2 separate regions of the Lactuca sativa genome follow, and region 2 is linked to region 1. Evidence: chromatin contacts called from public Hi-C data. All regions are on one chromosome and are shown on one strand. The core of a region is the stretch at or near the end of the contact, and the rest is flanking DNA. Distances in the headings are between cores, read along the strand shown.

What was found. Hi-C and Micro-C count contacts between places; a contact is called where the count stands out from the background.
Region 2: a Hi-C map of bud shows a contact between it and region 1, with 10 times the contacts expected there. The contact joins the promoter of LOC111885712 here to the promoter of LOC111885716 in region 1. A contact is called at or near these places in 4 of 4 Hi-C or Micro-C datasets (bud, leaf and seed).

Annotation. Positions count from the first base shown.
Region 1 is chr3:144,464,643-144,469,973 of Lsat_Salinas_v11, forward strand. It overlaps LOC111885716, which reads right to left and starts at 3,142. Exons shown (of 5, transcript XM_023881960.3): 1 at 2,912-3,142; 2 at 1,875-2,527; 3 at 1,511-1,790; 4 at 1,350-1,431; 5 at 891-1,242. The coding sequence starts at 2,466. The coding sequence ends at 1,048.
Region 2 is chr3:144,629,283-144,634,504 of Lsat_Salinas_v11, forward strand. It overlaps LOC111885712 (zeaxanthin epoxidase, chloroplastic), which reads left to right and starts at 3,968. Exons shown (of 16, transcript XM_023881956.3): 1 at 3,968-4,632; 2 at 4,808-4,970; 3 at 5,068-5,142. The coding sequence starts at 4,130.

The sequences.
Region 1 (5,331 bases), core at 1,892-4,391:
TAAAATATTATGTGAATTTAATAAAATAGAAAACTCATAAAATGATACGCGGAAAAAAATTAACTCAAAATAACCATAAAATGACATTTGACAAATTGAATGAGAGTGTGAAATATGACAAAAAAAATCTTCATTTATTAGAGTAAATATATTTTATTTTCCGATTTCTAATATATACTCAAAGTTTTCATTATTATCTAAAGGTGAATATAAATATTATTAGAAATACAAGTACGTAAATATAATAAAATTACAAACTATGTAATTTAGTACTAAATAGTTATACATCTTAATTAGATATTAATTTATTATATTAAATGTTAAACATGTTTCTCAATATCATAAACAATTATATGTTCGATTATAAACAACAAAAGAGTTCATCAATTATATGCTAGATCCAGTCAAAATCGTCTACTTTTCTATTTAATTTAATAAAAAGCATCCACAAATATTCAACAAACAACAAAAACATTCAATATTATTGTTGTTTGACAAACCGAAAACAAAAATATTACATAAAAATACTATAAATCTATAAATCCATATTTTCACAATGGAATCAATTTTTATCAAGTTGGATGGCGGATTTCATGTTTGTTAAGATGAAAAGAAAGCTCAAAAAATGTTCATTTTTTTATAGAAAAATATAGTAAAAAGTCATTAATTTTTTTAGGTCAAATTAACATATCACAAAAGACATTCTTGAGAGAACATGGACTTGAGATATGTCACTAGGTTTTCATTTTCAACCTTCACAATACAAAATAAAAGTTCTATTATGTACCTTGCTCCAATCATTCATTCATATTGGAATTTACATATTTACCCCCCTCCCTTTCCCCTTTTATCTTCGATCTAACAAAATTTTTTACTTGAGGAAAACTATATTCACTTTTCTATCACCTCATCTCATCATTTCAAGAATTTCCAAAGTCATCAACTTTTTGTTAACCTGTTGCATAATTATACAACACCATAAACCCTATCACCAAAATACAATAGAAACCCAACCCTTTGACTTTTTAAGGTCAAATTAACATGAATTCAATCATGATCATGATGATGACAATGGAAACAACCCCCAATTGAATTCTTGAAAAACCTCTTAAATTTCCAAGAATCTCTTGGAGCAACACTTTCCGACATTCTACTTCGCATTTCTTGAGCTTTCATTTGTGCATCTCTATGCTTGTTCAAGATCTTATCCATAGACGCCGACTTCTTCTTTTCCAATTTCATCTTTTTATTAAACAAACAAAAATAAAAGAAAAAAACCCACTTTTCAATTTTCATACTACCCAAATAAATAAATTAAAAATTTTAAATTTTAAATTTCATTCACACACCTCAAGTTTTCGAATCGATGCTTCCGCTTTCGCATTCTGTAAATTCTCCCACGCAGTAATTCTCGCTTCCTCTTTCTGCAGCCTAAAAATAAAAACTCTGTAATTAGTGTGTGTGTGTGTGAGAGAGAGAAAGAAAGATCGAGAGAAAGAGAGGGAGATACTTTGACAATTTCATTGCTCCTTCTGTGGTATTCCATGTCAAAGATAATTCATTATTACTCTCTTTTACCCTATTATTCTTCTTCACTTTCATCTTGTGTCTTTTTGATTTTTTTGTAATAGTGACTCCTTTATCCACCTGAACATCTCTGACTTCCGATCTTGAAGAATGGTGGCTGACGCCCTCCACAGGCGGCGGTGTATAGGTTTCCGGGCTGCTCACAGGGCTCATTTGTGTCGCCATATCTCTCCGTGACACAACTCGCGAAACACCATTTTCATCTATGTGTTTCAAGAATTCAATTAAAAACATCAAATAACATTCAATAAAAAGTCAAAAGATTGACGAAATTGTAGTTTTTGTACCTTGGGAATCAGGATATGGAGATCCAATTAACAATTCGGACCATCCAGGAATGTTAGGAGATTGAACAACTCCATGATGAAAAGGTAATGCATGATCAGGGACTAAAACCCCTGTTGTGAGAAAATTCTTGGAGCTTCCATTTTCAGGTAATAAAGCAGGTGAATAGTTTGAAAAGTAATTATGAACTCCACCAGGTGTTGTTGATGTTGTCGTTGTTCCACCTAACCCTAATGGGCCACTTTTCGCTTTGGGTCGTCTAGGTGGTGGAGCTGTAGTAGTAGAAGTAGTCGTCGTCGTCGTCTTGCAAACGCCAAAACCAGATACTGGACTTGTAATCCATCTTTCAGCATCATCCCATTTCGATGGAAGTGTTCTTCCACTATTGAATGGCATCAATGCTGCAGCACTGATATGTCTTCGGCTACTGTTGCTTGGTAACGCTACTCTCTCTGAATACCAACCCTTTTGAAAGCTTCCGACATTGTTATCCCCGTAATCTGGAGTCCCTGGGCTTGTGTAAGCACCGGAATGACGGAAGGAAGATGGATTCTTCGTTGTAGATCCTAATTGTGGTGAATAGCAGACCTGCATTGCATCCTCTGGTTCTTTCTACCTTCTACGAACTAGGGTTCTTCAATTTCTTCGGAAAAACCTGGAATTTTGAACTTGAGTTAGGATTAGATGATTGTACTCGATTGTTTAGATGTACATCTCGCATTTACAGAGAACAGTAAGCAACTAGGAAGAAAGGTATTGTATCGTATATTTGTATTTGCCTCTGTGGTCACCGATTTTTGTGGACCACTGTAACGCTCGTGAAGCTACAGATACTTCCAAGTGGAATTTCATATCATGAAAACGAAAACACGATAAAAAGAACGTTCTTTTACAGCTAGAAAAGGGGGAAACATTCAAAAAAAATACGAGGACATCATTCATCAATCGTCAGATGTTTACTTTACTTCAGTCAAACATGGTAGTTGTGATTGCACCTACTTCAGACTGAAACAATTTTAATAGAGATGAAGAGTATTACCTGAAACAAAAAGTCCTTGTTGTTAGTTTGATTGTTGGTGTGCAAGAAGATAAGATGTAGACAGGATTAGAAGAAGAATGGCGGATTTGGGGCACTGATATTATTGGTTTGAAGAAAAAGGAAGAAGCAGGGAAAGTGTTCGATGAAATGCCGAAAGGAAATGGGCGTGGAATAGATCGAAAGAGTCGCAGACAGGATCCATGTGACAATGCCCCTGAAGTACGGAAGGGGTCTGCCATACATTAATATTTGCAACACATTGGTTTATACGTCCTTATTATTATAATAAATATATTATTATTATTATTATTATTATTATTATTATTATTATGCTGCCATGTTTTCAATTGTGAATTAATTGTTTATGGTTCGTTGTTGACCGATTTACAAAACGTTAAGATACTGAAACTATAATTCTATTCGAATGATTTACAATGAGCACCTTTGAAAACAACTACGTTTTTGTTCTTACCCTTGTGATCATCGATGTCCAACAAGAAAACTTAACAAAAGATTAATTTATTTCAAGCTCTCAAATTATCTAAAATTATGGAAGAATTATATTTTAAAACTTATAACACCGACCAAAGATATCACGTATCTAATTAGTAATATAAATATCAAATTAGCCTGACATTATTTCATTTGCCTTTGTTTAAAGATGTATAATTATCCATTGTAATTATAGATAAAACTTCAACACATAACCGTAACTAATCAAGAAATCAAGAAAATCAATCATAGATGCTGGAATGTAAAACGGTCGGTGACTAAAAAATACATTGTACATTTATACGTTGGACGTGAATGCACAACATTATAACAAAAAATTCACTTTATTTTTTTAAGGGATTAATCGGTTAGAAGGAGATTAATCAAGAAATTAATCGGGGACCATTAATTGCTAATTTGTTGTATTTAAAAAAATTAAATATGACTAATATCATATAAAAGTTCATAAATACCACTAATATCATAACAAAATAGGTTATTATGATTAATAAAAGACTAATCATACCTTAAATAGTTTTTATTGAGATATAACTTTTTCGAAGTGTTAAAATTTCATCGAGTTCTACTGCTTCACTTATTGTGTATGCAAGGATTAATCTAATCGGTCGAGTAACGCCTAAGTTATATATATATATATATATATATATATATATATATATATATATATATATATATATATATATATATATATATATATATATATATATATATAGGGTTAGGATCAAATGTGAATTGCAAATATTGTATGATTGTATAACCAATTTTTATTTATTAGATCAAAACAATGAGTGGTTAAGATGATGATGACATGATGGTAATTAATTGAAAAAAAATTAATTGTTTTCATTTTTAAAAAAATCGAAAAGGGTAAATTAGACTATTCGGTTAATCACAAGTTATGGAAAGTAAGAATTTTAAGGGATATAATTTAAAATTAAAATTCAAAAAAATAAAATATTTTTTTTCATTTTAAATTAATAACGTATGACATTTAATAAACATCAACCATGTTGAATTTTTCTTAAAAAGTTTGTTAGTTTTCTTGCATTCTTTAAAAATATATATCTTTGAAAAAAAATAGCGTAGAATTCTTTAAAAATATGTGAATATAGTTTAATATATTCTTGAAGAATCTGCATTCTTTAAGAATATACTCATCCTTGAACATAATTAAATGAATTAACATCATCCATTAGTTTATATTCTTTGGGAATAACCGTTACCTTCGTTATGTTGGTTTATTTGTTGATTTTTCTTCGTTCATTTGGTTCATTTTACTGATTTCTCTGTGAACTTTATTGATTAGTTATATTCATATTCTTTAAGAATAACAGGTAAATCAAAATATCTCATTTTAATATTTTTATTTGAATCATATAAACGTTTATTTCTTCGAAAATGATTGTCACATCAAATATCTCATTTATATATACAATCGATTTGCATGTATGTAACACCATATTTTTTTTACAATTGAAGAATTCTTGAATAAGTCAATTGTTCTTGAAGAATACTTGAAGAATACGATTCTTGAAGAATTTATTCATTTGAAGATGTTTTTACCCTTTCGTTCTCTTTATTTTTTTCTGCTCCGTATGGGTTTGTAGTTAGTAGTGTTGGAATGTTGCTTGACGAGATGATAATAATGGCTGTTACACAAAAAGATGATTAACGGTTGTTGAATTAGTAATTCAATAAGCTCTAAACATAATTCGAAAATATAAAATAAGAGAGAAAACAAAAAAGCTATGATTTTCATTGGACCAGTACTCCTCAAATTGAATTTACTTGTACTCCTCAAATTGTGAATTTAATTTAAAACTAAAATGAAATAAAAATAGGTCTCAAATGGTGTTAGTGAATTTTGTCTATATACGATCACGTATCTTTTCTTAAATAGAGATTTA
Region 2 (5,222 bases), core at 2,718-5,217, 170 kb after region 1:
GCTACTCTCCATGGTGTTTGGTACTCTATTGCTAAGGTCAAAATCAATTTACATGAGTGGAATGTAAAGCTTGGATTCTATCATGTTAAGAAGGTTAGGGTTGGGAAATTATACCTTTTTCTAGAAAGATAGATGGTTGGAGGATTTAATTCTCAAAGATATGTATATGGAGTTGTGTCATACTGAATCCAACAAGAACTATAGAGTTATTGATAGACTGTCCAACATTGAGTCTAGTGGGAGTATAGAGATGACTTGGGGCTGGAATTGGCACCTAGAAGGGAAAGAGTTGGATTCGTTAAATGAGTTGAAGGGTAAATTTGGAAATATTTCTTTATTCCCTATTTCTCACTCTTGGTGATGGTTGTGCACTACTTCTGGAGACTTCCCAACTTCTTCTTTGAGGATGCGAATGATTGAGGCTGATTCTAGGTGCGTTTTCGGGTACTTTTGATTGAATTAGCTGGGTCTCGCTAAAAGTAAATTGTTTTGTATGGAGGCTTTTGCAAAATAGGATTCCTTTGGCGATTAATCTCTCTCATAGGGGTAAACATGGGTTCATTTTTATGTCTGAATTGCTCCATGGAGGTTGAAGAAGTTGTGCATGTGTTCTTTAAGTGTGAGTTCATTGTTATGGTTTGGAAGTGGTTTTGTTCCTTGTTTGGTCTTATCAGCGCTGCCCCGAAGTGCTTCTCCTCCTTGATCTCGGTGGCTAGTTTTCTGAAGGAGGACAAAAGAAAACACAAGTTGTTCATGGCCTTGTCTTACTCGGTGTTATGGTGTTTATGGAAATCTAGAAACAATCTTATTGTAATGGTTTCTAACGCATTGCTAGCTCTTTTATGTTATTTTATCTCGTCCGTAACAAAAAAAAAAAAAAAAAAAAAAAAAAAAAAAAAAAAAAAAAACTATATGCATAGTTATTCTATTTAGGGACTTTGGTATAGTAATAATATACAAACATAAACAAATATTATATTATTGTTTATTTATCATTTGAATAATGAATAAGAGATCAATAATAACGGTGTGAAAAAAACAAAAATGATATAAAAAATAAATTTTCCTTGCAGAAATCCTAAATGTAAATAAAAATCTTATGACTATTTTGATATAGGGATAATGAATCGAAAGAGTAAAGAACTTTCAATTTTGTTAAGATTTGGTCATTAATTTTTTTATTCTTTGTTAGCTCCTAAATTATTTAAAATTGTTCATATTTTACCTTTATTATCGGTCGTAACCGATCATAAGGGTAAAATTCAAAAAATTTCAAATAGTTTAGGCAAATAAAGAATGAAAAAAAGTTTAATAATTAAATGTGGACAAAATTGGAAGTTCGTTTTCCTCTAAAAAATGTTATATGACTAAATGTGAACAAACTTCCTCTTGTATTATGTATTAGCAAATTATGCGTTTTTGTTAAATTTTCGCAATATTTGTGTGATGAAGAAATCTATGAAATAAAAAAAACAAACCCCAAAAAAAAACTAAAAACCAAAACGAAACAAATATTAGATGAATAAATTTTGTGTTATAAAATTATGCAATATTATATGTATAAAAATTATACCAATATTTTATGTATAAATTTTATGTTATAAAACAATACAATATATAAATTCACATACATTAATTCATATATGTTGTTTATAAAAGAATATATACATACATTGATACATTAAAATTTAGATATTATTGGAGTTTATAGTTATTTAACAAGACATAGAGAATTGATTAATCGCTAACATGTTTCATGAAGCGTTGAACCCAAATCACCCGATTTCCCATTACCTTTATACAAATATTTTATGCTTTTTTTTAGAAAAAAACAGCTACATTTTTAACAATTTATGTGAAATGCTGCTATTTATTTATTTATTCTCTCAAAAAAAATCATTTGTAATTTTAAAAGGTTTTAGAGAAAACAATTAATATTTAATAACTATTTTAGAAAACCATCGTTTTTAATTTATTTATTTTTTTTAAGAATGCAACGTAATTTCTAACCATGAAACACAATTTCTTAACAACTATAGATGATAATGATTCGTTTTTTTGTTAAACCAAAACGAGATCGAAAATTTTATTTTTTATTTTAGAAAATACAAAGTCATTGGTTTTTTGGTTTCAGTTTTTCGTATTTTTTATTTACATTTTTGTGGTTTTGTTTTTTTTTTTTTATATTATAAGTTTCTTTATCGACAAATGTTACTAAAATTTAATAAAAATACATAATTTACTAAAACGTAATATAAGAAAAAGTATGCTCACATTTAATCATTGGACTTTAGTGAGAGGGTAATGAATTTTCTTTAGTCATTGAATTTTTTTTTTTAATTTTATTTACTTCTAAACTATTTGAAAATGTTATATTTTACCCTTATGACCGGTCATAAGGGGAAAATATGAACAATTTCAAATAGTTTAAGGGTAATAAAGAATAAAAAATTATTGATTAAATATAAACAAAAATTGAACGTTCGTTACTTTTTCTGTCATTATGCCTTTGAAATATTATTTAAGTGTTTAAATAGTTAAATTAAGTATAAAACAAATCAATTTTTTCCTATTTAAAATATAACTTTCAAATCCCTTACGTTGTTGGGTTTGGTTCTCACATCGTATCGACATAATATAATCCACCTCATCACAATCATTACACCATATCAACTCTACTCGAGAGAGGCGTGGTGTTCACTCATACGAAGAAATAAAGAATAACCAATTTTAGAAATGAGAGAGAAGTCACTCATGAAGGAGAGTTACGGGTGGGGTTTGATGTTGACTTTGAGTGATGGGTTACCACATAAGCATCATATGTGTGGCATGATATTCATATCGTTTAGCCTTAGGGATTTTCCAATTGTTAACATTTGAAATAATTTTACTTTTGTCATGTTATATTTATAGTAACCTTTAATAGTTAATATTTTAAAAAGCTTTTTTAGGAAACTAACTAATGTGTCTTATAGTTCTCACATGTTATATAAATTACCCTAATATAATTTTCCAATTTTTAAATCCACACTTTAAGTTATAAAACATAAAGTCAGTGGATATCAACATATTAATAAATAAGAAACTATTAAATAATATATTATGATGTTTTTATTATCTTTAGTATTTTTCTAACAATTAACTTTTTCATGATATATTTTTTTATGAGATATATTCAAACTATTTGTATATTTACATAAAAAGATTAAGTACTCAAAAATAAAATTTGAAAATATATTTAAATGATATTAAAATATATTTTATGAATATAGGGATTAAAATCGATAAAAACTAAAAAAAATAAAAATAAAAGACTAGAAAATACTAAATGCTTGGGATCATCTATTAAAATAGATATTTTAATTAATAAAAAAACTTTAAAGAAAAAACTATTTTTAAATAGAGTAAATTATTGAAATCGTCCCTGTGGTTTGGTCAAAATTGCATGTTTGATCCCTAACTTTTTCTTTGCATTCGGATCGTCCCTGTGATTTGATTTTGTTGCGTTTTTCGTCCTTATGGTTTGGTAAAAATTGCATGTTTGATCCCTAACTTTATGTATGTAATGGACGAAAAATGCAACAAAATCAAACCACAGGGACGAAAAACACAACAAAATCAAACCACAGGGACGATCTGAGTGCAAAAAAATAATTAGGGACCAAACGTGCGATTTTGATCAAACCATAAGGACGATTTCTGTAATTTACTCAATATCGTTTAGGTTATAGGTGTGTAAGCCATGACTTTATGGGGTTTAAAGTATAAAAACTCATTAGTGAAGTGCTATATTGAAAACTAAGACATAGTTTAGGGGTATATATGTAATTAATCCATGCCACGTAACCCCATAGAAAATAGAAAATAATAATATAATATTACCGCCACAAAGATATTTCTGTTAATAGAAAAAGAAATGGAGTAACAAGACATTGCCACATGGCTTTCAAGAATCTCTATAATTGGTTCTCCATGTTCCAAGTCTCCCTTTTGGATTGACTCACACTCCCACTTATCTCTCCACCACAACCGAACATGATCAATCCCCATTTAATTCAACACATCCATTCATAATTTCCCCAAAACTAGATATAACTCTGAAAAAATTACTTCTTGAAACCTGCTAAAAATGGCAAATTGCAATGTATTTTGCAGTTCAATCAACCCAACAGCAACACTCCACTCAAAAACCCACCTCCCAATTGAATTCCTCCACTCAATCCACTCCAAACACCACCAATTTAGAAGTGGGTCGTCGTCGTCGTCGTCGCTGTTCAAGAAACTCGGTGTTTCTTCAAACGTTAAAGCTGTACTGGCAGAATCGCCACCACAAGCGGCGGAGCGAGGTGGTGAGAAGAAGAAGAACGTAAGAGTATTGGTGGCGGGAGGTGGAATTGGCGGGTTGGTGTTTGCGTTAGCTGCAAAGAGAAAAGGGTTCGAAGTTGTGGTTTTTGAGAGAGATCTGAGTGCGATTAGAGGTGAAGGACAGTATCGAGGTCCGATTCAGATTCAGAGTAACGCTTTAGCTGCTTTAGAAGCAATTGATTTTGGTGTTGCTGATGAAGTTATGAAAGCTGGTTGCATCACTGGTCAACGAATTAACGGATTAGTTGACGGCGTTTCTGGTAATTGGTAAGCCTTTAACGATCTTCATTTCATTCGTATTTACATATCATATTACAACTGATTTCTGGATTCATTGATCGAATTATTGTAATTCGGAACTTGAAGTTTATAAAATTGATTACAATTTGTGAATTAGATAACTTATCGATCGCATTAATTGATATATAAAGCCGATTATCAGGTATTGCAAGTTTGATACTTTCACTCCTGCAGTAGAAAGGGGTCTTCCAGTTACTAGAGTTATAAGTCGAATGACATTACAAAAGATTCTAGCAGATGCTGTTGGGGAAGAAATTATATTAAATGGTAGCAATGTAGTCGACTTTGAGGACGATGGTGAAAAAGTAGAATCTTTAACCTTTTTTTTCTTTCAATTCTAACTATTTTCGGTATTTAGTTAATGGGTATTTTCGTAATTTCACGTGATATGCTCTAATTCAGGTTTCTGTGACACTTGAAAGTGGAGAACGTTTCGAAGGTGATCTTTTAGTTGGTGCTGATGGAATATGGTCAAAGGTACACAATAGTTAAATACCCGTTTTTTACTGATACTGATACTGATACTGATACTGATACTGATACTGATACTGATACTG